Linked DNA regions of Mus musculus: regions 2, 3, 4, 5, 6 and 7 are each linked to region 1. Evidence: chromatin contacts called from public ChIA-PET and HiChIP or PLAC-seq data. All regions are on one chromosome and are shown on one strand. The core of a region is the stretch at or near the end of the contact, and the rest is flanking DNA. Distances in the headings are between cores, read along the strand shown.

Evidence for each region. ChIA-PET counts read pairs in DNA pulled down with a chosen protein or histone mark. HiChIP or PLAC-seq counts read pairs in DNA pulled down with a chosen protein or histone mark.
Region 2: an HNF4G HiChIP or PLAC-seq map of pancreatic cancer cells shows a contact between it and region 1. The contact joins the promoter of Wdr73 here to the promoter of Furin in region 1. A contact is called at or near these places in 3 of 39 promoter capture datasets (cranial neural crest, embryonic stem cells and stem cell-derived epiblast-like cells), 3 of 115 datasets of contacts at active chromatin or transcription factors (embryonic stem cells, memory CD8 T cells and pancreatic cancer cells) and 1 of 9 other capture datasets (liver).
Region 3: an H3K27ac HiChIP or PLAC-seq map of regulatory T cells shows a contact between it and region 1, with 4 times the contacts expected there. The contact joins the promoter of Zscan2 here to the promoter of Furin in region 1. A contact is called at or near these places in 5 of 39 promoter capture datasets (cranial neural crest, embryonic stem cells, hippocampal neurons and 2 more), 9 of 484 Hi-C or Micro-C datasets (cerebral cortex, embryonic stem cells, induced pluripotent stem cells and 3 more), 7 of 115 datasets of contacts at active chromatin or transcription factors (craniofacial prominence, effector CD8 T cells, embryonic forebrain and 4 more) and 4 of 9 other capture datasets (adipose tissue, embryonic stem cells, liver and 1 more).
Region 4: an HNF4G HiChIP or PLAC-seq map of pancreatic cancer cells shows a contact between it and region 1. The contact joins the enhancer-like site here to the promoter of Furin in region 1. A contact is called at or near these places in 3 of 39 promoter capture datasets (cranial neural crest, embryonic stem cells and maxillary cranial neural crest), 18 of 484 Hi-C or Micro-C datasets (the G1E-ER4 cell line, cerebral cortex, embryonic limb bud and 10 more), 5 of 115 datasets of contacts at active chromatin or transcription factors (bone marrow-derived dendritic cells, effector CD8 T cells, memory CD8 T cells and 2 more) and 3 of 9 other capture datasets (adipose tissue, embryonic stem cells and pancreatic islet).
Region 5: an HNF4G HiChIP or PLAC-seq map of pancreatic cancer cells shows a contact between it and region 1. The contact joins the enhancer-like site here to the promoter of Furin in region 1. A contact is called at or near these places in 3 of 39 promoter capture datasets (cranial neural crest and embryonic stem cells), 1 of 484 Hi-C or Micro-C datasets (myocytes), 6 of 115 datasets of contacts at active chromatin or transcription factors (the SCID.adh cell line, SST interneurons, Th17 cells and 3 more) and 2 of 9 other capture datasets (embryonic stem cells and liver).
Region 6: a contact with region 1 is called in an RNA polymerase II ChIA-PET map of memory CD8 T cells, with 125 read pairs. The contact joins the promoter of Iqgap1 here to the promoter of Furin in region 1. A contact is called at or near these places in 2 of 39 promoter capture datasets (embryonic stem cells and erythroid cells), 10 of 115 datasets of contacts at active chromatin or transcription factors (astrocytes, effector CD8 T cells, embryonic basal ganglia and 6 more) and 3 of 9 other capture datasets (adipose tissue, embryonic stem cells and liver).
Region 7: an HNF4G HiChIP or PLAC-seq map of pancreatic cancer cells shows a contact between it and region 1. The contact joins the promoter of Zfp710 here to the promoter of Furin in region 1. A contact is called at or near these places in 1 of 484 Hi-C or Micro-C datasets (embryonic stem cells), 2 of 115 datasets of contacts at active chromatin or transcription factors (memory CD8 T cells and pancreatic cancer cells) and 2 of 9 other capture datasets (adipose tissue and pancreatic islet).

Annotation. Positions count from the first base shown.
Region 1 is chr7:80,401,213-80,404,490 of GRCm38.p6, reverse strand. It overlaps Furin (furin (paired basic amino acid cleaving enzyme)), which reads left to right and starts at 1,679. Exons shown (of 16, transcript NM_011046.3): 1 at 1,679-1,961. It overlaps Gm44851 (predicted gene 44851), which reads right to left and starts at 51. Exons shown (of 1, transcript NR_169037.1): 1 at 1-51.
Region 2 is chr7:80,899,797-80,903,074 of GRCm38.p6, reverse strand. Wdr73 (WD repeat domain 73) reads left to right here and starts at 1,806. Exons shown (of 8, transcript NM_028026.2): 1 at 1,806-1,890; 2 at 2,364-2,431; 3 at 2,639-2,727. The coding sequence starts at 1,850. It overlaps Nmb (neuromedin B), which reads left to right. Exons shown (of 3, transcript NM_026523.4): 3 at 572-848. The coding sequence ends at 607.
Region 3 is chr7:80,859,142-80,862,419 of GRCm38.p6, reverse strand. It overlaps Zscan2 (zinc finger and SCAN domain containing 2), which reads right to left and starts at 1,489. Exons shown (of 3, transcript NM_001382511.1): 1 at 1,343-1,489.
Region 4 is chr7:80,838,754-80,842,031 of GRCm38.p6, reverse strand. No RefSeq gene overlaps it. Among named protein-coding and RNA genes, the nearest start is that of Zscan2, 21 kb to the left of the region's middle. Within about 2 kb of position 1,516, at least 55 of the 459 cell types and tissues checked have an H3K27ac peak or open chromatin away from gene starts, as enhancers often do. A contact at or near this core is called in bone marrow-derived dendritic cells, pancreatic cancer cells and regulatory T cells, where this site is marked.
Region 5 is chr7:80,822,444-80,825,721 of GRCm38.p6, reverse strand. No RefSeq gene overlaps it. Among named protein-coding and RNA genes, the nearest start is that of Iqgap1, 21 kb to the right of the region's middle. Within about 2 kb of position 1,596, at least 51 of the 459 cell types and tissues checked have an H3K27ac peak or open chromatin away from gene starts, as enhancers often do. A contact at or near this core is called in pancreatic cancer cells, where this site is marked.
Region 6 is chr7:80,801,584-80,804,861 of GRCm38.p6, reverse strand. It overlaps Iqgap1 (IQ motif containing GTPase activating protein 1), which reads left to right and starts at 1,531. Exons shown (of 38, transcript NM_016721.2): 1 at 1,531-1,721. The coding sequence starts at 1,667.
Region 7 is chr7:80,024,754-80,028,031 of GRCm38.p6, reverse strand. It overlaps Zfp710 (zinc finger protein 710), which reads right to left and starts at 1,804. Exons shown (of 5, transcript NM_175433.5): 1 at 1,549-1,804.

The sequences.
Region 1 (3,278 bases), core at 430-2,929:
CTGGCAGGAGAAGATAGTTGTGCCTGGGTTGCAGCCTTCAGGGGTCTGGCTAGTTCTTCCCTCCAAAGGCCCACGGAGACTCCTCTGGGCCAGCCTCCAAGGAAGGGGGAAACCACGAGGCTTTCATTCTGAGGTAAACTTTCAGGTCACAGGACAATTGGGAGGAGCACTAGGGGACTCCCTTGCTAGATAGGGCCAACCCTGTCCCTATTTCCCCTAAATGGGTGATGTTGCTCATAGCCTAAGGAAAATCTCTGACTCACTTCCTGCCTCAGTCTCACCACAAGAGTATTGTTCTCCCAAATGTGCATGTGGTGGTGCTGGTGGGGGCTACCCCACAGTGGTCCCCACAGGTCTTAGCTCCTTCTAAGGGAAAGCCCCCAATCTGGGAGGAACCAGACTTTTAGAGACCCCATGTCTGCAGTGTTTTAACGGATGCTCAAATAACAGATTCAGTTAACTTCATACACATCTCCATTTTCAGAGGGATAAATCGGGGCTCTGAGAATTTAAGGTTCGAAATAATGCAAAATAGTACCGCAAGGATTTGAGCCCAACTTTCCTGGACGACTTTCCACACAAATGATACGTGTGTATGTGTGTATGTGTACTACTTTGAGGGTTTTGAGGCAAAGTCTCATGTGGCCAGGTTATCTCACAGAGAGCAAGAAGGGATGTGCAGAGGCCGCTGGCGACCTTGGAACAACCCAGCCTGGGAAGATCTTGGCCCGGTTCCCCTCTTCTTTCTCAGCTCGAGCAGAATGTCAACCTTCCGCCAAGTAGCACAGCCGTTTTCTAGGGCAGGAACCCAGGGAGGGAAGGGCTCTGGCTGGTATACTGTAAGTAGCTTGGAGTGAAACGCTGCCAAGTCTGAGGCCTGCTAAGTTGTGTAGCTTAAGGAAAATTATTTAAACTTTGTGTGCCTCAGTTTCCTTATCTGTAAAGTGGGATTAATAATGTCATCCTGAGCGGATTATGTGGATTAAGGAATGTACATAAGGAGAAGATAGGGTGAACTGATTGGCCCAGTGCCTAGCTCTCCGTTGTTGCAGGGGGAAAAAAAAGTATTGGGAAAAAAAAAAAACCATAAAAGGAGGTGGGCTATTTCTGTTTATCCACCTGTCTCTACAAAAGCAAATAAAACTGTGACTCCTCTAACTGGAGGCACGAGGGCTGCCCTGCCGCTGTGAGATCCGACCTGAGAGTGGAGTTGCCCCAGGTCCGCCATCCCAGGGCGCTTCCCTTGACTATCCCCAAACTCAAAACTCGGGACCCAGGAACCTCGGGCAAGGCAGGGCCAGCTTGGACTCTCCCCAAACCCCCCGACCCTCGGCCCTTCCCTCGCCATCTCGCCCGCGGGCTCCCAGTCCGGGTCTCCGAAACCATCTGCCCGGGAGTTTGCGGGGCCAAGAGCCTAACGCGGTGCGGACCGAGGGGCCTGGGGTGGCGCGCAGGGACCACGCTCCCTACCCGCCCCGCTGGCAGCCGCAGACAGGGCGCCCCGAGAACGCAGGGCCCGCCGCGTGGAGCTCTCTGAACACCGGCCGGGCCCGGCCGGGCCCGGCCTGACCCGACCCGGGCGGCGAACGGGCCGGGCCGGCTGCGGCCGCCGAGCGCGGAGGTGGCGCCGCGAGGGGGAGGGGCGCGGCGCGGAGGAGGAGGAGCCCGGGCCGCCGCCGCCGCCGCCGCCGCTGTGACAGCGGCCCGAGTAAACAAGCCGCGCCGCCGCGGCCGGGCCGCTGCCCCCCGCCCGCGCCCGAGCCCAGGCCGAGCCTTGCCCTGGTCGCCGGCCGGGCCGAGGCCGCGCCGCCGCGCCTCCCCGCCTGCGCGCCGTGACGCCGCTGCCGGGCGCGGGGACCGCCGGAGCCAGGCCCCCGCCGCCGGGCTCCGTGCTCGGCCGAGGGGTACCCGAGCGGCCGCGGCGCTCGTCCGGAAAAGTTTCCCCGCCCGGGCTCCCCAGGGTAAGCGGCGAGGGCGCGCGGCCCGGGGCCGGGGAGGCGGCGCGCTGGGGAACCGGGCCCGGAGCGGGCGGGGGAGCGCGGAGCCGGGCGGCGCAGCCCCGGGCCTCGCCGGCCGCCGGGCTCTGGTCGCGGATTCTCGGCCGCCGCGGCGGGAGGACGGGAGCCGCGCAGCCCACCTGAGCGCCGGGCTTGGGCCCGCGCCGGTACTTTTCCGCTGGGGCCGGGGCGAGCCCTATGACCTCAGGAAGCGCCGGCGGGGCCCCTGCTGGGGCGGGCTAGGCAGAGCATTCCTCGGACTCTGGGTGCTCCCGCCTGCCCGCGGTCCTCCGTGGCCCCGGCGGCCGGGGCCTGCGCCTGGTGGGGCGCGCTCCCGGGAGGGCACGGGGTCCTCGGCCGCCTGGCACACCTGTACGGCCGGAGCGGTCGGGGGCGGATTTCGCGTGCGCGCACAGGCCGGCTTGGGGGAGGCTCGCTCCGGGCTGCCTCCTGCCGAGGCCTGGCCGAGGCCCCTGCTGCCCCCATCCATCGGGTGGCTAGCCGAGGGGCGGCCTGCTTGCCATACAGGTCTGACAGCAGACACTAGTCTGCTCGGTGCCGCCGTTCCCACCGCCCCAGGGCTTTGCGCCTAGGGGAAGTGGACTTTCATCTCTCTGAAGCACTGGGATTCTCTCTGACTTGGGAAGTGCCAAGACGACGCAGGTGATGTGGCCCAGTGAGGGCATGTGGCTGCTGGCCAGGTGTGGACATAGAAAAGGAGGGTGGGCGAGCAGATTAGGTGTGTGTTTCCTGTTTTGGGCTTCTATCTAAAATTTGTATTTTTTTAAAAAGAGGATCCTATGGCTTAAAAAAAGTTTGAAAGCCTCTGTCCTAATAGTTTTTAACCACCAAGGAAACTGAGGCCCAGAGAGTGGAAATGACTTGTGTAAGTAGTTGAGCAGGGACTAGGAGTTAAAATTTCCTGGGAGGTGCCTGTAACAGGACCTGCCTTGGGGTCTCTGCTGGAAAGAGAGACCTGATTGGGTTTCCCAGCAGTCTTTGGTGGCTTGCTCTGTGGCTGCCTCAGCTGGGTCTCCAGGTCCTAGAAACAGCAGCCACACCTGGGGGTAAGTGCCCGTCTTATGCCTGGAATGGTTGTGGTTATCTCTGTCTGTAGGTTCTAGGGAGAGACAGAAAGGCTTTGCCTAAGAAAAGAGCTAGGACAGTACTATAGCCTATTCTCTAGTCAGGCCCAGCACTGATGGCTGGGCAAAACTGACCCAGAGAGGCTAGAAATATATCCAGTCTCCTGGTTTTGAGACAACTGGGACTCAGAGGGTG
Region 2 (3,278 bases), core at 557-3,056, 500 kb before region 1:
TACTATGCTTAGCACAGTGTGAACATGCTCAGAGAAGAGACATTCCTTAGAAGCAGGTCTACCTCCAGTCCCAGCAAACATCCCTGGAACCCCTGATGCAAAAGCGAGAAGCTTGGGCTAGCTGAGTCCAGAGAGAAAGAGAGAGAGAGAGAGAGAGAGAGAGAGAGAGAGAGAGAGAGAGAGAGAGAGAGAGAGAGCGCATCACCTCTAGGGACATTATTTGGAAGACCTGAAATACCACGACCAACCAGAGAATCTCATAGAAAGCAATACTGCCATGGCCAGTGGCAGGGAGTGAGGTCTGCAGCAGAGCATGGGGGGTAGGGCATGTTGCTGACACTTCTCCAATGCCTTGGGCTTGGTTTCTGTGATGTCCTTTAGTTGTCATGACTACCCTGTGAAGTTGGGGCTATATTCTGGGAAAACCAATCCCCCTGACTCCTCAGGTCTTCCAGGGAGAAAGGTTCTCACTGAGAGGCTCAGCTGAGAGCCTGCAGCTGCCCTCCTGGGTACACTCAGCATTTCCCTGATTTGTGGACTCCAGAGTCAAGTCTTCCCTTCTTGCCTTCAGTACAGGAGGCTGCTGGAGCCACTACTGCAGAAGTGATGCCAATAATGGAACAAACCGGATGCTGGGCTTAGAATGTGTCCATCCAGGGAAGCTGACAATGGAACCCTAGCAGTGGCCTCCTCTGGATGTAAATCCTAAGCTCAAATGTGTTAATCTGTTACTGTGATTTCTGGTTGGGTCACCAGGAATGTTAATGATGCAGACACAAAGTCTTTCCTGCTGTATTTCTTGCTTCCCTGGTGAAGTGGTGAATAAAAATACTGCTCTTTACACAGAATGTCTGGGCCTCTCCTTCCACCCACATTTGAGGAAAGAGGGAAGGGTTCTGGAGGGTGGCATGTTCAGAGAGCTAGGGTGGTCTTAGAAAAGCCCCATCACCCCCCACCATGGCACCAGCCAGCCAGCTCTCAGCAGTCAGGTGTTGTGTTGGCTGCACTGATCCAGCCACGAGTGAGTTCTGCTACCAAAAGCTTCTTCCCCTGCAGTGGGGGGCTACCTACACTATGCTGCACTCGCCCCACCTTTGATCCCCATGGCAAACTTTAGTGCACTACCTGGTGCATACGGGAGAGAGCCACACTAGAATCCAGCCCTGCTGTGTTCTTTTTCTTCTCCGAATGTAGGGTCCTCCATACATGTTGCCAAAGTTATCGAATAAAAATTAAGTTGGAATGTCAGATACTTTGTTGATCGTGTCCTGTGTAACAGTAGACTGGCCTCGAACTCTCTATGCAGCAGATGATGACCTAAAACTTCTGATCAGTCATGCGCCACCGCGCTGGGTTTTTTGTCTATTTTTACGGGGTACTGAAAAGCTAACTCCGTGCATGCCGGGCAAGCACTCTAGCAGCTGAGCTACATCCCCAGTTAAACAAGATTCCTTTCATTTTAAAAAATAAAAAAGTCCTTAAGTATCCTTTACGGACAATACACGCAAACTTAAATTAACTGTTCACTTGAAGTGCCAATTAAGTCTGTATTGTACCTGCTTTGGGACACTGACAGCTCTTTGGCTGCACATTCTTGATCCTAAATATACATTAGGGGTATATTTGATGTCTCCGATCCTGCTTGTAGCTGACATCGATGGATCTGGTTTTTTTGCGTCGTTTTCACCCGGACTCTGCACACAGAACAGAAGAAACATCAACAGGGCTTCGCGCAGCGCTGAGCGCTTCCGCCCCAGCCAGCGGAAGACCACGCCCTCTCCTCGCGAGAGCGCGCGCCTGCCCAGGAAGTCTGGCTGGCGGAAGTGGAGCGACGGAAGCCACAGTTGCTATGGAGCTCGCTGAGGACTGGCTCGTGGAGTCTTTGCGATTGTAAATTGGCCCGTGGGCGGGTCTGATGGGCAATGGGAGAGGGCGCGTGCGGTTGTGGGCTCGTGGGCAGTGCCCAGGCACGGACCGATGGAGGTCCTGACCCCCGGCCTCTAGCTCTGGGACTCTGGGTCCTTTGTAAGCAAGTAATGTGACCAGATCCGCGCATGTGAGGGCTGATAAGGCACACATGGCCGGTTACCCTGGGCCGGATTCTAGGTTAACTTGAACACAGGTTTCTCCTGATTGTTCACCTCAACTTGGGGAAATCAACTTTATGGGAGTTCCGCAGGTGAGGAACCAAGGCTTGGTTCCTTATGGCCAGCCCGGTCTCATACACCAGGGAGGAAAATGCAGAAGAAAAGATTCAGCCCCATGTTTACCTAACTCCAGAGCCTGGTTCCACCAGTCCTTCAGCGATCTCCCAGTTCTTGGTTAGCTGTGCGTCGCGTGATTTTTGTAACCCTATCCTGCAGGTACCAAGACTTCCATGCATTTGACCTCTCAGGAGCCACTCGAGTCCTTGAGTGGATTGGTGAAAAAGGTAATATATCTTGCCTGCTACTAAACGAGATGCGTTTCTGCCTCATGGGCTGAATTTTAAAGTCTGAGCCGCTAGGGAGACCCATTCAACTTCCATCCCCTGACACAAGGCTACTCAGAGAATGGGGAAGGTATTGGGAGAATTTATAAATCCAGCCACGATCCACGATATTTCTAACTCTTTGTCATAGTTACTGTTTTATTTCAGGAGTCTTTGTTGCTGGTTATGAAAGTTTGAAAAAAAATGAGATTCTTCATTTGATACTACCTCTCAGGCTCTCTGTACAGGAAAACCAGGTAACTTAAATAGAGAAGCTGATTATCTGTGTCAATTTATTATGCATTTCTGGAGTGCCTGTTACTCTGCCTGACAAGTACCTGGGGCTGCCACAGAAGGAGGGGGGGGGGGCGGGCGGCGGCGTGTGCAAACCTTTAATCCAGGCACTTGGGAGGCAGAGGCAGGTGAATCTCTGTGAGTTTGGGGCCAGCTTGGTCTACAGAACGAGTTCCAGGACATCCAAGGTTACACAGAGAAACCCTGTCTCAAAAAAAAAGAAAAACAAAACCAAAGTCTAGAACAAGGCCCCTGTGCATGGGGATGAATGCCAAGGACAAGCAGGTGGTCGCAGGAGAGCTGCTACAGGCAAAGAGCAGTCTTACTTTATCAGAAATAGACGTGGGCTGGAGAGATGGTTCGGGGGCTCAGAGCACTCTGCGCTTCCAGAGGATCTGCGTTTGACTCCTGGCACCCACATTGCAGTTCACAACTTGCTGTAACTCCTTTCCAGGGCATCCAGCATTTGCAGGCAGGCAAAACATCCGCATACATAAAATAAATTTTAAAAATG
Region 3 (3,278 bases), core at 240-2,739, 460 kb before region 1:
GGGTAGAAACACCTAGTAGATATTTAAAGACAACAAGGGGATATAGCAACCCAATAATAATAATAATAATAATAATAATAATAATAATAATAATAACTACCACACACATACACAGCATTGCTCTTTTCAGAAGACCAAAGGAAGAGTAGTGGGATGCAGTGATCTGGGCTGAGAGAAACAGAACTGACATATCCTACCCTAAGTCAGTTCAGACTCCCTTCAGAGACTGTGACCTAACAAAGAGGTTAGTCATTCAACCTCAGTGACCACTTAATGAATAGATAACACTCATCCTTATCATATGGAACATCATAGTGATTACTAATGGATCGCATGTCAAGGTGCCCCCAGCTTCACTACAAGTCATTAGTGCTATATTTCAAAGGAGGTTGCCCTCAGATAATCTCCCAGATCCCAGAATCCAGGACTCCTCAAGGCCCCTATATAAAATGGTGTACCAAATACCTTCAATCATCTCTAGACAACATATACTTAAGTGTAAATAATATGTAAACAGTTGGTATGCTGTACTGTTTGGGAATAATAACGAGAACGCTCCTACATGTTCAGTACAGACATTTCTGTTTATTTTTTTGCTTCTGAAGCAAGATCTCATTATGTAGCCCACGCTGGCCTCGAACTCCTGACCTGCCTGTCCTGCTTCCTGAGTGCTGAGATTACTGCCTGCCCAATTCCTTTTTAAATGAACACACATGGGGATCATTGCGGGGGGTGGGGGTGTGGGGGACACACACCTAGATCTGAGTAGTAGCTCTACAAAATATTCAAAGCAGTGGAATTAAAAACTATTTAAGTATTATGAAAGCAATGAATATTTATTTTTAAAAAATCATTACACCATAGAATCAGATAACATGCCCTCCCCCATGAAAATAGCAAAAGTTAAAACAGAACAGCAACAACAGAAAGAAAACTGAAGCTCCCAATGTCAATTTGTCCAAAATGACTACGTGAAACACAAATACATCGTAATTCTTCCTGGACATCCCGGGAACACTGAACCTAGACAGCTTATTAGCTAAGCCTGGCTCCGACACGCCCCCTCAGAACCTCAGTTTCCCCACCTGGTCAAGGAGGCGGCTCGGTGGGATGTCGTCGAGCATCCCTTCCCAGTGTAAAGCCTGCGTTCCTAGGCTGCGCGTACCCAGCGCTCTGGTGTGAGCGGAGCCTCGAGGGCTCCGAAGAACCAGGACGCAGAGCTGCGCGTCCAGCCCGTCGGGCGCGGACACCGACGCCCCTCCCCCAAACTGCCCTGAGCTGGCTCCAGGCCCGTTACTCGCTGTCTCTCTGGCTGTTCCCCGCGGGGCGCGCGGCTCCTGACCTGCCTCTCCCGCTCGCCTCTCCAGGGACCAGGTCCTGTTCCCGCTATCTCTCTGAGCGCAAAAGCACCCCACGGTCTGGCCCGGCCCGGCCCGGCCCCTCTGGATTCACCTCAGCTCAAGCCCAAGGGGCACAGAGAACAATGGACGGGAGAGGCCCGCCCATGGCCACTCTCATTGGCTGTCCACAACAGTTCCTGAAATTCTGCTCCACTATTGGTGAAAACTGCGTCCAGATGGGCGTTGGGAGGGAAGTTCCACCCGATGCATTGCGGGAAATGTAGTTTACCCAGAGACGGGGGGGGGGGTGGTTTGTACCTGAGCGAACAGAGGGTTTGATAGCCGTAAGTAATGCCTCCGGATCAGAGGCAGAGGACGACCCAGGACTAGCTGTCTGTCTTCTAGTACTGCCCAAAGCTTTCACCTGAGACAGATAGTGCCAATTCTCTAAAGCTCGCGTGTATTTATCTATAAAAAATGAAAGCTGGGTGAATGTATCAGTCTTTTTCAGCTGAGAATTGAGTGGCAAATGAGCCCTCGAGAGCCAAAAGCTGACTCTAAGCAGAGAAGAAATCTGCGCAATCAAAGTTCCTCTTGGCCCAAGTTCGCACCTCTCCTGGAAATTTGCAGCTACGCACAGGCATTTGCACTCCGGGGTTGCACTCCCCTTTGTTTTCACACGTGGTATTCTTGCGTCTTCACGAAAGCCCCGCCCCGCTCTTTCTGCTTTGTAAGTCCTAGTCTATAGTCGGCTCCTTGGAACCTGCCCTACAGTTAGGCAAGAGGTTAGCTCTGGGAGGGAATGACCACCCAGGCACCCTAAAACAGGACACAAAGGACAATAGTGGTCCTTCCAGATGGGTCATCTCAAGGTCCCCAAAACAGGATGTAAAGAACAGCAATAGATGGTAGTGGTCTACTAGTTGGCTCAGCTTCAACTGGCTTCAGGGTATCTCTAGATAAGAGTATGCATGGAGTGCCTGCTACCCCTTCACCAAGTGAACTTTTCAGCTTTGAGGGCACTTAAGCCCCAAGACTGGGTGAAATGAGCTTCCAAGAAAAGTGTGCCACTTTGTTTTAGTGCCCGCCTTAATGGAGGGACAGGGAGAGGATAACAGATAAAGGATAAATCTAAACCCACTTCTGTCCCCGACACAGCCATTCCTACTCTGTACGGATTGCTCTCTTCCCAAAGAGCATACAAACTTTTACTCCCTTACTCGCTCTAGTTAAAACCCTTGACTTGGGGGCTGGAGAGATGGTTCAGTGGTTAAGTGTGGGAAGCCGTTGCAGAGTGGCAGTTGCAGAGTGGCAGTTGCAGAGTGGCAGTTGGCTACTGCTGGCCACTACACATACATAGGCAGTGAAGGTTCTTTTGCCAAGACAAGTTAACCAATCAGATGTGAGACACACCTCTCCTAGGCCTATGTAAGCAGCACCAGTTCTGGGCTCAGGGTCTTTTCGCCTCTACAATCAAGCTCTCCCAATAAACGTGTGCAGAAGGATCCTGTTGCAGCGTCGTTCTTCCTGGCCAGTTGAGCGCGCGTAAGAGTTAAGAGCACTTGCTGCTCTTGCAGAAGACCCCAACACCTACATTACAGCTCACAACAGTTTGTGGGCCTGGTTCCATGGGATCCATACTAAATAAAAACAAGAGAGTAACTACCTGGACACTCAGGTAGGAAATCTAAGGGAGAAGTGATAAACAATATCCTCCGTGGTCTACGATAAAATGCACCTTTACCCACTGAGCCATCTCGCTGACCCAGGAACTGTTGTTTTCTCATTTTGTCGTTTGCTTTCTCGTAGTCTATCAAATGAAAGAATTTGAATGTTGGAGAGATAGTTTACTGGTAAATAGCACTTCCTGCTCATTCAAAGGATCCGAGTTCAGATCCCAGCACCCGTATGGGTGCCTTACAACTCCCTGTAACTCTG
Region 4 (3,278 bases), core at 267-2,766, 440 kb before region 1:
AAAAAAAAAAAAATGGAAAAATCTAAGTTTTATGTTACCCATTATATAAACAAGAATGTTTTTAGAAAGAAATCCTTATAGAACTCTGTGTGTATGTATAACATTAACTGTTTATGAAACACTTAATACATATCATTTTAATAGGTTTTAAGGTGTTTAGAGTATTCAAATCTATAAAAGAAGAATTTATCAGGCCTTACTATATGATCACAATATTTAAATTTGAATCTATATATGCATTTTAATTGAGCATGTTAAAAAATTAACTTTAAAACATAAAAGAAATAAATTTAAAAAGAACTGAAATGGCCACTATGTATTAAAATATATAATACAGACTGCACAATGGCCCACACCTTTAATGCCAGCACTTGGGAGTCAGAAGCAGGTGGATCTCTGAATTAAAGGCCAGCCTGGTCTACAGAGTGAGTTCCAGGACAGCCAGGGCTGCACAGAGTGTCTTAGTATCATAACCAAGGCAACTTTTTTTTTTTACTCTCTCTCCCCACTTCCCCATCCCAAGGCAACTCTTATAAGGACAACATTTAACTGGGTCTGGCTTACAGATTCAGAGGTTCAGTCCATTATCACCAAGGCAGGAACATGGCAGCATCTAGGAAGGCATGGTACAGGAGGAGCTGAGAGTTCTACATCTTCATCTGAGGACTACTAGCAGAATATTGGCTTCCAGGCAATTAGGATGGGGGTCTTATAGCCCACACTACAGTGACACACCTACTCCAACAGGGCCACACCTTCTAATCGTGCCACTCCCTGGGCCCAGCATATAGAAACCATCACACAGAGAAACCCTGTCTCAAAAAACCAAAAGGGAAAAAAAAAGAAACAGTTACAGTTACACCCGCCAGTGACTCATCTTCATCTGGGTTTTAGTCTGGTTCTGTAAGGCAGTTTGACAAGTCGCCAGGGTTGTTTGAGATCTCTTTGAGGAAGGCGTGTCTCTCTGGCTAGCTAGCACCTTTCCTTTTCCCAACATGAGATTCCTGGGAAACAGCATTATCCTTGGAATCCATTCCTTCAAAAGTCTCCTAGTCAGATGGAGAGACAAGTGTGTCTTCAGAATGTTTATATCTGCCAGAACACTTACAGGAGTGGGGGTGTCAGGTTTTACATAAACAGCGTTCCCCAGAAATGCCAAGTGCTCCTGCGTCTGGCCCAGGAGTAGAGACTGGAGGCCTAGGAACAAGCTGCTGGATACCAACAGCATGGGGGAGCTCGGGGTCTCAAGAAACCCTGCTTCAAAAATAGGGAAAAGAGGAAAATTCCCGACTCCAGCCTCAGGTCTCCATGTGCACATGTAGACATATTGAACATGCATGTGCACACACACAAGGGGAAAATGAGGCGCTGTCAAGATCACTCGGTGTGTATGGGCACATGCCACCAACCCTGGACCCACAGGTTGGGAGGAAAGAACACTTCTGCCTCTCTCAAAAAGATAAAGACAAACAAAAACCTGTCCTTTCCTCTGCTATTTAGAAAGAGAGAAAGGGGATTACCCTAAGTCTCTTGGAGGAACTTCACCTTTTGATCGCCTGTGTTACTAAGCCTTACTCAGGACTTAAAGAGAGATAAGCTTTCTAACTTTTTTTTCCCCTGACCTAGGTGTCCCAGTGTCACAGAGTTGTGTCACATGTCCATGTAATTGTTCTGGTATAACTCCAGTTGTTTTCATATGTTGTTTAGGTCAAAAGATTTTAACACATTGTGGCCATTTCAGCTTTCTTCTTAAATTCATCTCTTTTATGTGCTAAATTATTTTGTGGGCATGCCCAATTAAAATACATTCACTCACATGTAAATGAATGTACCCACAAGCACACCCCAAACAAATAACAATACAATGTAACATAAAGGAAAAGGGATCTATAATAAGGGGAAAAAATGGCTGGAAAATCCATTTCCTATTTTTATTATAGGGACTTCTTACAATTAACTAGATGGTATATTGTTTCTTACTGGAGCCAGAGTTTTAGATGTTTGTTAAGGTCAAGTCCAGGCTGTGAAACAAGAGTTCTTTCATGTGCTCAGAATGAGTAATAGCTTAGAGTAAGGCAGGATTGAAGGTTAAAGATTAACAGCTCATCAGCTCTGACAAAAAAAATGGAGGCCAAAGCCTGTAGGCAGAACCCAGGCTGGGACTCAGTTTGCTCCAGGTTAGACCCAGAGGGCCAGGATCCTTCTGGACATTTATTTGCTCCTAAATAAGTTGTAGAAGCAAATTACTAAGTAATATTCATAGCATGATTCTACTCTCATTTAAAAAAAAATGTGTGTATTTCATCAATGCCATAGCTTTGTATCTACTAATACCTTACATTTTCATGCTCTGAGACAGGGTCTAAGCCGCCCACCCAGGTTACACCATCTGGTCATCTGGTTTTTATTGCTCCAGATTTTCCAGTCAAAAGACTGGGGATTAATTTTGAACCATTCTCTATGACTGTAATGTAAAAAAGATTTTGCTAATATAGTGCTGTTGGCCAGGTACATGTCTTTAATCCCAGTAGTACTCTAGAAGTGGAGGCAAGAAGATTTCTGTGAGTTCAAGGCCAGCCTGGTCCACATAGCAAGTTCCAGGCTAACAAGGGCTACATAGTGAGTCTCTGTTTCACACAACAAGAAAACCCAGGCTATTCCTTCCTTAGCGTGCCCCACTGTCAGGAGTACTTTCTCATTTCTTCCTACACAAATCAAAAGCAGACAGGTAGACAAACAGGCTTGGGGGATGGCTCAGTGGATAAAGCACTTGGAACGTAAAAATGTGGACAAAGTTCCAACCCGTGGAACCCATGTAAGAGCCCTGAAGGCCTGCTGACTTCCTGGAACCCCAGCATTGGGAGAGAGCGCTAGGAGGTCCCTGAGAGTAAGCTTTCTGGTTAGAGCAGCTAGAATTGAGGAGATCCACATTCAGCCAGAGGCCCGGCCTCTATAGAGGACAAATGAGGAGGGCACCAGATGTGAGCCAGGCCTTCATGGCCAAACACATAAATTCAAACATGCGTACACACATATGCATGCCAGAACAAAAAGAAAGAAATTATTGAAAGTAAAAGTGTCTAACTAAGACTGGAGGAAGCAGAGCACTAGGACAAGCCTGGGTTTCAACCCTGTACATTGGGAGGGGGAGGGGGAAATACATAAATGAATGAATGAATGAATGAATAAAAATGCTTGAGGGATGAGTGGGTTGCACACACCTTCAATCCCAGCACTTCCGAGGCAGAGGCTGGTGGACCCAGTCTGGTCTACAGAGC
Region 5 (3,278 bases), core at 347-2,846, 420 kb before region 1:
GCACCTGGAACACTATCTGCTCCATAAATGTCAATGACCACAATGCCAGTGATGACACTCCTTCCCTCAGGTGAGTTACTGATCTCAGTGCTTACCATCTAGGTGAAGAAGCTGGGTGTGGTAGCTTATGCCTGGGAGGCAGGGGGATTGCTATAAATGTAAGGCCAGCCTGGACTATAGAGTGAGACCCTCTCGAAAAAGAAAAGGAGGAGAGAGGGAGAGAGAGGGAGAGAGGGAGGGAGGGAGGGAGAGAGAGAGAGAGAAAGAGAGAGAGAGAGAGAGAGGAAATGGCTCAGCAGTTAAGACCACTGGTCTGTGAGCCAGACAGTGGTGGCACACATCTTTAATCCCAGCACTTGGGAGGCAGAGGCAGGTGGATTTCTAAATTCAAGGCCAGCCTGGTCTACAGAATGAGTTCCAGGACAACTAGGGCTATACAGAGAAACCCTGTCTTGAAAAACCAAGAGAGAGAGAGAGAGAGAGAGAGAGAGAGAGAGAGAGAACGAACACTGGCTGCTCTTCTAGAGGACCTGGATTCTCAGGACCCACATGGTTTACCATTTGTAACTCCAGTTTCAGAGGCTCTGACACCCTCTTCTAGCCTCTGTGGGTACCAGGCATGGAACTGGTGGAGAGACATAAATGCAGGCAAAACACTCATACACACAAAATAAAAGTTGTAAGAAAGAAAAAGGAAGGGAGGAAGGGAGGGAGGGAGGGAGGGAGGGAGGAAGGGAGGGAGGAAGGAAGGAAGGAAGGAAGGAAGGAAGGAAGGAAGGAAGGACTGATCTAGGTCATGAGAGATAGGCAAACTTTTTTTTTTTGAAAGGCAGAGGAACAATGTAAACAGAATTACAGGATGGATGGAGCCCGTGAGAGGGCACAGTGGGTGAGGGTGTTTGCCACCGAACATAGTGACTACAGTTTGATCCCTGGCACCCACATGGGAAAGCAGAGATCTGACTGCTACAAGCGTTCCTCTGGCCTCTACATGTGCTCTGTGACATGGGAAAACCCCACATGTCCACACCCATTCACCCCTACACAAAATAAATAAAAATGTAATTAAAAGCAAAAAAGGGAGAGACCCTGTCTTAAAAGGCCAAATACCACAATGACAAATAGGAAAACAGGACATTCTCCTGTAGACTGTGACCTTTCTACTCAGACCTCATAAAACTGAGTTATAGCGAGTGGGAGTCAATCCAAGGTTCCTGGGCCCTGAACAGACACCAAAACCTTCCTGCCGCCCAACCTTTTCCCATGTCTGTATTGCTGGGAATTGAACCCAAGCCTCAAGTGCTATGAACTCTCCCCTACTCTCTACCAGTCGGTTAGATACATGGCCAGAAGGTTTGTAATGTTTACCGGTCTACAAACCTCTACACTTGGGTCTCTTGTCTGAACAGGCAATGCCCTCACATTAGCCACCCTCGTGTGCACATCATTTCTTTTCCCCTTCAGAAAAGAATGATTCTTTTCCCAGGGTGTGAACGTTTTTACAGCTCTAGTTCTTCCTGCCAATTCTTGTAAGTGGATCTACCACTTCATAATGTTATCAGCAGTAATAACTGACTACTGCTTGCACCACGCCCTCCTCCGTGAGAAACAGCCTTGCTTATTTAACAGAGAGGAGGACTCCGTGCTGCTCACATTGTACTTCTCTGAATACTTGTGCAGCTGAACATTCCTTCATGGCAGCTACTTTACTGCCTTTCCCCTGTCCAGGGTCGTGTGCACTTCCAAGGCAGGATAGGGAAACAGAAATGTGACCGTTTGATTTTGAGGAAGTCACCTTTTTTTTCCCCCTCCTCTCCTTCCCTTCCTGATGCATCATTTAAAAAAAAAAAATCCTGAGCTATACCCACACATTTTCAGAATTATTAGAAAATACAACTGAATAAACAAGAATTACATTACCTGTGTTCATCCAGGCGTGGTGCTGAGCACCTGGAATTCCAGATATTTGTCAGCTGAGGGCCAGCCTGGTCTACATAGTGAGTTCCAGGCCAGCTGGGGCTGCATAGTGGGTTATAATAAATATTTAATCTCAACTGTGGGTTTCTACACCACCTTAGATCATTCAGTTCCCAGATTAAAGACACAAAACCTTTATATTTATGAGACGCCTATAAAGCACTAGAGCTTGCAGATATCTACCCTCTAAGCTATTAGTGTCTACTTCCGTAGCTATAACCCCAAGTTATAACTTGCCATGTTCCATCTGGGCCGCTCTTAACTCCAATTGGCCAGCCCTCATGGCCACGTTTTTATGACTCACCTACCCTGTGCTGTCTTCTCCTTGCTACACCTCTCCTTTCCCCTCACAGTCTCTGCCTCAGACCCCACACTAGGGAACTAAACCTCAGCCTGCCTCTCTCCTGCCCAGCTATAGGCTGTAGGCATCTTTATTCAAGCAGTAGTTTTAAACAAAGGAGCAGGGTTACATGGCAGCACTTGCTGTACCTGACGATTCTCTCATCCCTTAGACGACCTTGGCCAGTAGTTAGCATCACAATACATAGTAATAGACCAGACCTCAACATAAGGACCCTGTTTCAAAAACTAAACTAACCAGGGCTGGACAGGTGGTCCCGTGGTTAGGGGACCCGACTGTTCTTGCAGAGGACCTGGGTTCAATTTCCAGCACCCATATGGTGGCTCACAGCCACCTGTAACTCCAGGTCCAGGGATCTGATGCTCTCTTCTGACCTGTGTGAGCGCCACACATATAAGCGGTACAATACACACACACAGGCAAAATATCCATATCCATAAAATAAAGAAATAAAATTAAAACCAAAACAACAAACAAACAAACTTAAACCAACCAACCAAAAAAACAGCAGGTAGAGGTAGATGGATGTCTGTGAGTTCCAGGGCAGCAATGCTACGAGTAAGACCTTGTCTCAACAAAACAAACAGGCAACAACAAAAAGTGGCACTACACCCTCAAAAGTCAATAACTACATAAGAAAATGAAAAAAGTATTTTTTTTCTTTTTTTTGGGTTTTTCCAGACAGGGTTTCTCTGTATAGCTCTGGCTGTCCTGGAACTCACTTTGTAGACCAGGGTGGCCTCGAACTCAGAAATCCGCCTGCCTCTGCCTCCTGAGTGCTGGGATTAAAGGCATGCGCCACCACGCCCAGCCGAAAAAAGTATTTTTAATTAAATTTTTTGACGTATTTATTGGGATGGCTGACAAGAAGAAAGAAAGAAAAAGAAAGAAAGAGAGAGAGAGAGAGAGAGAGAGAGAGAGAGAGAGAGAGAGAGAGAAA
Region 6 (3,278 bases), core at 282-2,781, 400 kb before region 1:
TCTTAACTTTTCATTTATTTATCTTGACACACAGACACACTCTCTACACATTTCTGGCTGTCCTGGAACTCACTATGTAGACCAGGCTGGCCTTGAACTCACCGAGATCTGCCTGCTATTGTCTCCTGAGTGCTGGGATTAAAGTCGTGCCTCAACATGCCCAACTAAGAAGAAAGTTTGTAAGGAAAGAGCTAGTAAATTGAAAATGGCTGGAACAAAGAGCCTGGAATTGGGTTGTAAAGGTGCCCACCTGGCATGGGAAAGTACACAAACTGCACTGTGAAGGGAGTAACAGGAAAAATTACATCTATGACAAGAACTCGGAAGCTGGGTGTGGTGGCACATGCTTTTAGTTCTAGCAATCAGGAGGAAGAGACAGGTGGATCTTCAAGGGTAGCCTTGCCTATTTAGTGGGCTCCAGGACAGCCAGAACTACATAGTGAGACTTGTCCCCCTTCCCAAAGAACTCCGTACTTTGGAAAGAGCATGCTGGCAATCATGATGATCTGGTTGGCACAAGTGAGAATAGAGATTATGATGATCAAAAAAGTGTTATCACAGGTGGGGACAGAAACAAAACTAGATGCTTCAGAAATAGAGGTGAGTCGAGGAACCTGGGGTGTGTGTGTGACTGGTGATGGAACACTTCCAGAGAGTGGGGCAGGAACAGGATCAACGTTTGACAGGTTTTAGTGTCTGTGAGAGGTCCAAAAATGCACGTTAGATAGTTTGGAACTACTGAGGGGCTTCTAGATGGTCTGGATTGTAAGTAGAAGCCATCAACTGTTTATGGTGAGGGTAAGAGTCCTGAGAATGGGACTTTTACTTTATTATTATTATTATTATTATTATTATTATTATTATTATTAGAGCCAGTGATTCACTCCAATCCAGGCTGGTTCAGAATAGAATTCGGTTGAATACTGGCACTTTAAAAGATCACAAGGGTAAAGAGACGAGGCATCCTTATTAATAGGGTCAAGATAACCCCCCTAAGATCTTGCAGATTGTAAAGAGCTGATAAACAGCTCTTCCGCGTGAGCATCGTCATCCCCCAGTTTAAGAGATTGAGCAGTTCTATTCTTTAGCACTGTTGGGGAGAACAGAGGTCAGATTGACAGAATGTAGCAGAGAGTAGGAGTGGGAGTCTTTCCTGACAGTGGGTCCTACTTGCTTCCAATAATCACACTCTGGGCCACTTGCAACGGCTCCTTGAAGGAGCCGCGGTGCAGAGGGGGTTAACTCAGTTGTCAGGAGAAGGCAGGCGCCTAAAAACATTTGGATTTCAAGCTGTAGACATTGGCGGCCTTTTAGTCAGAGCCGCAGATAGGGCGACAGCGGAGGAGTGTCGGGACAACGGACCAAGCCGGCCTAGGGACTCGCTACAGCACCCCGCCTCCTCGCTTCCGCAAGTGGAGAGCGAAGAGGGCAGGGGCGGGTCCTGTAATACTGACCACGCCCCTTCCGCTCGCTCCGGGGAGCGCAGCTGGGCGTGGACTCAAGGGCGGGGTCTGCGGGGCGGGACCTGCAGGGTGGGGCCGATGGCGCGGGGCGGGGCTCTGAGGACAGCGACAGCCCGCGCACTGGGCAGGAGTTACTGCTGCTACGGTCGCCCGCGTCTTCAAGGTCTCTGCGCTTCCTCACCGGAGACCTGGACTCGGCCGCCATGTCCGCCGCGGAGGAGGTTGATGGCCTGGGTGTGGTCCGGCCGCACTATGGCTGTGAGTGCCGAGGGCTTGGGGGTGCGCGGGCGAGGGACCAAGCTCGGGTTTTCCCAGGGGCTCAGCCGGGCGGGTGCGCCGGGTGGCTTGGGACCGCACGGACCCGGAAGAGCAGCTGGCTGTATGGCTGGTAGCAAGGTTGGCGCCCGAGCCTTCTCGAGCTCCGGAGGCGGCGGGTAGAAACCTGGAGGCCTCTGCCTTCGCTAGGCGCTGCGGCAGGGGAGCCCCACCCAGCTCCTCCACCGGTTAGTTCTACTGAGATTGGGGAAGACGGCCTAGGGTGAGGTGGCAGGAGAACTGACTGTGCAGGGCGTGTCCTGGGCACTGGACCCAGGGGTTCTGCTCGGGCGTGGTGGGAAGGTGCTGCCCGGATTGCTGCCTGCGAGGGTGACCCAGGGCGCAGACCCGCGCAGCCTCAGGCTAGCTGCGAGGTGCAGTTTTAGGCAAGCAGCTTATGCTTTCTCCTGCTGGGTTCTTTCTTTAGCATTTCAAAAGTAAAATTAAAACATAAACACACCCAAACCGGCTCCCCCCACTTCCTCATTTTCTGTGACTATCCCTGCAACCTTAGTAAACTAACCAGCTGTACGTGGGATAGTAGTTACAAGAGGATCCCTTTGAGTCCCAGGTTTAGATTTTATGTTTTGGGAAAAGTACTTTCTTAAAGGATACTTTAACACATCCAGTTATGCATTGGATAGTGTTATAATGTGTGCTACGTTTGTGAAATTAGGGATGAAAAAGATCAAACAGTGCCTTCAAAACCTGTCCGAGAAAGAGACAGGTGTACAGAGATTGATAATTAGATGAGGGGTTGGGAATTTAGCCCAGTGGTAGAGTGCTTGCTTAGCAAGTGCAAGTCCTCAGCTCCAAGAAAAAAACCAATAAGGTGCAATAAAGATAAACGATGCATGAACTAACTCTAACTGGGTATAAAGAGTAATGGGGGTGAAGAGAAGGGACTTAACAAGGCCATGGGAAGGTAGGTGCTGACTTTTAAACAGAGGCTTGGAGGATGCAGTGTGGGGCAGGGTGAGCAAGACATGACTTTGAGAGGGCAGACACAAACTAAATATGGTATTGGAGAACATAGGGTTACTGTACGTGGAAAACCGAGGGCATCGAAGTGCAGAGGTGGAATTGAAAGGGAGAGGAGAAAAGTAAAAAGGATTTCCCGAAGTAGCCCAGGCTAGAGTGAGAATAGCTCTGATTGCCTTCCCAAGGAGTTATCCCTTGGGAAGACAGTGGAGAAGGCAGATGGCTACAAGGTAAAGTCCACAGGCCCTGGAGTCAGGTGGGCTGCAAAGGCCCTTGATTAGCCCTCTGACTGAGTTCTTCCAGCCTCAGTATCCTCAGCTGTCAAATAGTGGTGATCACAGGATGGGTCTGGGCTAGAGTAGGAGCATGTGTGTAAACTGTGTAGTCCAGGAGCTTCGGTTATGAAGAGAGGGGAGAGTGTGACCAACAAGGATAGACTATAGTTGATGCCTCTTGAAGCTACAAGAAAATGTAGTACATATATATTTAAAACACTTAAAATTTTGGTTCCTTGATAAT
Region 7 (3,278 bases), core at 555-3,054, 380 kb after region 1:
CAACAGCACAAAGTCCTCCGCACACCTGTGGGGGAGTTTTGTGAGCTTCCGGGGTACCCACAGGGACTAGTTAAGTCTTCAGGTGGACAGTGGCGGAGAGTTTCCATTGTGAACGGAAAGAAAGGTGCTCAGAGTGCCCTTCGAAGATAGGGCACAGGGCCCGCAGGTCAAGTGTCCCCTCACTGGCAGACTGGCCGCTAAGACCGTGAAGGAACTCTGCAGTGTCCGGGTGAAAACACACCCAGACTACTGCTCGGCCTGGTCGGAACCATCACGCAGGGCGTAGAGATACATTAATGACCGTTTTGGATTAGTTAAAGCCCACACAAGCACCTCCCTGGCCTCTTAAATCTTCCCAAACTACAGTTTAGACTGGAGGGAAGCAGTTGCAGGGACCATAAAAGTCATCTTAAAAGGCAAGTTGAAAAAAAAAAAAAAAAAAGAAAGAAAACCAACAACCCGCTACGCACGAGTTAGCAAGTCCGCAGCTGGGGCGGAGGGGTGGGGGGTAGCACCGAGGCCGGCTCGGTGGGGTCTGAGAGTCGTGGAGGGAAGACCACCCGATTCGGGGGGCTCCTCCGTCTGACGCCGACGATCACGCCCCACAGCTCCGTCCAATTAGGAAAATGACCGCGAGGAGAGGGAGAGGGGGCGGCGAGGAAGGGAGGCCGAGCCACGGGAGGCTCGAGATCTGCCGTGGGGATCTGCCCACCGGTTCCCGGCCCGGGGGGTGCGCCTTCAACAGGTCGGAGACGGGGCCACCGAGGTGGGCCGGGGTCCCGCGCTGGTGACGCCCGCTGCCCTCGAGGGGCGCCCGGCACGCCAGCTGCGCGCTGAGCCCTAGCCACCCTGCCGGCCGGGCCGCGCGGCCACCCCACCCGCTCCCGGAGTAAAAAGTTTGTGGGCAGCCGCAGGGGCGGGGCGGCGAAGGGTGAAACTTTGAGTCCCGGGCCGGGTGCGGGGGGAGCATCCCCGAGCGCCGCGACACCCACGTGCGGGCCGGAGACCGCCGCCGCCGCCTCCCCGGCCTCCCACGCTACCGCCGCGCTTTCCTTTCATTTTGCTGCTTCTCTGCCTGTGCCTCTCTCTCTCTCTCTCTCTCTCTCTCTCTCTCTCTCTCTCTCTCTCTCTCTCTCTCTCTCTCTCTCTCTCTCTCTCTCTCTCTCTCTCTCTCTCTCTCTCTCTCTCTCTCTCTCTCTCTCTCTCTCTCTCTCTCTCTCTCTCTCTCTCTCTCTCTCTCTCTCTCTCCTCTCTCTCTCTCTCTGTCTCTCTCTCTCCTCTCTCCTTCCCTTCCCCCTCTCCTCCCTCCTCCTCCCCCCCTCCAGACGCCATCTCTCTCTCTTTCCCCTTCTCTCGCTCCAGCTCTCCGGCATGAGGGAATGTGGAAGTGAAAGGAAAAGACGACATGTTTGCCTGCGCGCCGCCGTCCCCGGGGAGAGGCGGGGGGCGGGTCGACCGCGGCCGCAGCGACCCACCCCCGCGCCCCCCAGCCACCCCGCCGCGGGCCGCCCGGGGGCTGGCGGGGCCGCGGGCTCGCGGGACACTCACCCTGGGTCCGGGCGCGGCTCCTCGCGCTGGGGGCCCTCGGCTGGCCGGGCCGGGCGGGCCGGGGGCTCCTGCTGCCCACCGCCCGGGTTGCAGCTGCGCGCCGCCTCCACGCGCGCCCGCCCTGCTCTGCCACCCTCCCTCCGGCTCCTCTCTTTCTCCCCCCCTCTCTCTCTCCCTCCTGCTCTCTCTCGCGCTCGCTCGCTCTCTCGCTCGCGCTCTCTCCCTCCCTGGAAGAAGGGAATGAGGCAGGGCTGACGTGAAGGGATGCTAAACAGCTCCTCCTAAGCCTGCTCGCAGAGGAAGAGAGACAGAAAAGCAGCCCTTTTATCTCTCTTTTGTTTTCTCACTTCCTTCCACCCCCCCAGCACCCCCCTCTCCTCGGCCCAAGTTTTCTTTTTCTCTTTCTACCGCAGAGAGGATTTTTCTTCTTTTCTTTCTTTCTCTCGCTGCAACTCTCCTACTCGAATTGCAAGCCTGGAGGCTTCTCTTTTTTTTCTTCCCCTTCCCTCTTTTCTTCCTCCTTCCTCCTTTATTTCTCTAAAAGGGTTTTGTTTGCTGTGGGAGTTTCGTTTGAAAATCGAGTCACGCCTTTTTCCTTCTTTTCTTTCGCCCTCTCCCTCTTTTTTTTCCCCTCCTCTCAGCAGAAAAGGGGAACAAAGATTAACAAGCGGGGGAGAAGGGAGCGTCAGAACCTCGCATGGAAATGGGGGGGCTGTCCCTGCCAGGCACAAAGGGGGCTCCAGAGAGCAGCCCCCAGGAAGTCTGGGGTGCCCTATCCCAAATAAGAGCTAATGGGGGTTGGGGTCGGGGGAGCCCGAGTGGCCAGTCCTTCCGAATACGGGTTAGGGCTCAACCTGCCCCCTCCCCAGTCAGGGGTGGAAGCTGGGGGTGCTCTTCACTTAATATATTTTTTAAGTGGGCAGATGGGACTTAGAGCAAACGTCGCCGCAGAGCCCTCAACAGTAAAGAGCCTTTAAACAGCTGTTCGCAGAGCCCTGGACGGTCAGACTCGAGGGAACGGCCCCGGCTGCTATCACCGGGACCCGGGTGCGAATGGGGTTCAGAGGAGTTCGGGGTCCCTCGCATCCTCCCCAAGCCCAGGGCCTAGGCTCGACCCCGGGGTGCACTGCTGGAGGGCGCCGAGGCGTGGTCGTTCGCTGAGGTCTGGGCCCTTGTGGCTCCCCGCGGGGCCCGGGGTTCGGCATAGCCTGGCCTCCTCCCAGCTCTGGGACAGGCCGGACACCCCGCCTCCAACCTCCCGGACACCCGCCACTCAAGAGCTGCGCCGCTCGACTCCGACGCATGGGCGGGTACGGAGCCCGCGGACAGAGCGGGGCAGTGTCGCCACCAAGGGTCAATTATTCATGGGGCGCCTGGGCGTGCTCCCAAGACCAGCTCTGTCTTCGGCTTCTCCAGAGGAGTGGAGACAACACGGGGGAAAAGTTCCCAGAGCAAAGTTGGCCACATTTCTTATTTTCCCAAGTAAGTATTGAGCACCTGCTGGATGCCTGGCCCTTGGACTGGGGCTGCAGCTGGGCGAGAAACGTGAGGTCTCGGCGGGCCCAGACAAAGCGAGGGAAGCTGTGGCTCCGGACCAGGTCACCGAGCTGAAGGGAAGCCTGGATCCTCTCCCCTCCCTGCGCTCTTCCTTCCCCTTCCCTCCTTCCTCCGGGCTGCATCTCCTTGGCTCCACCCCTTCTCATCAATTCCTCCCACACTTCCCTGCTCTC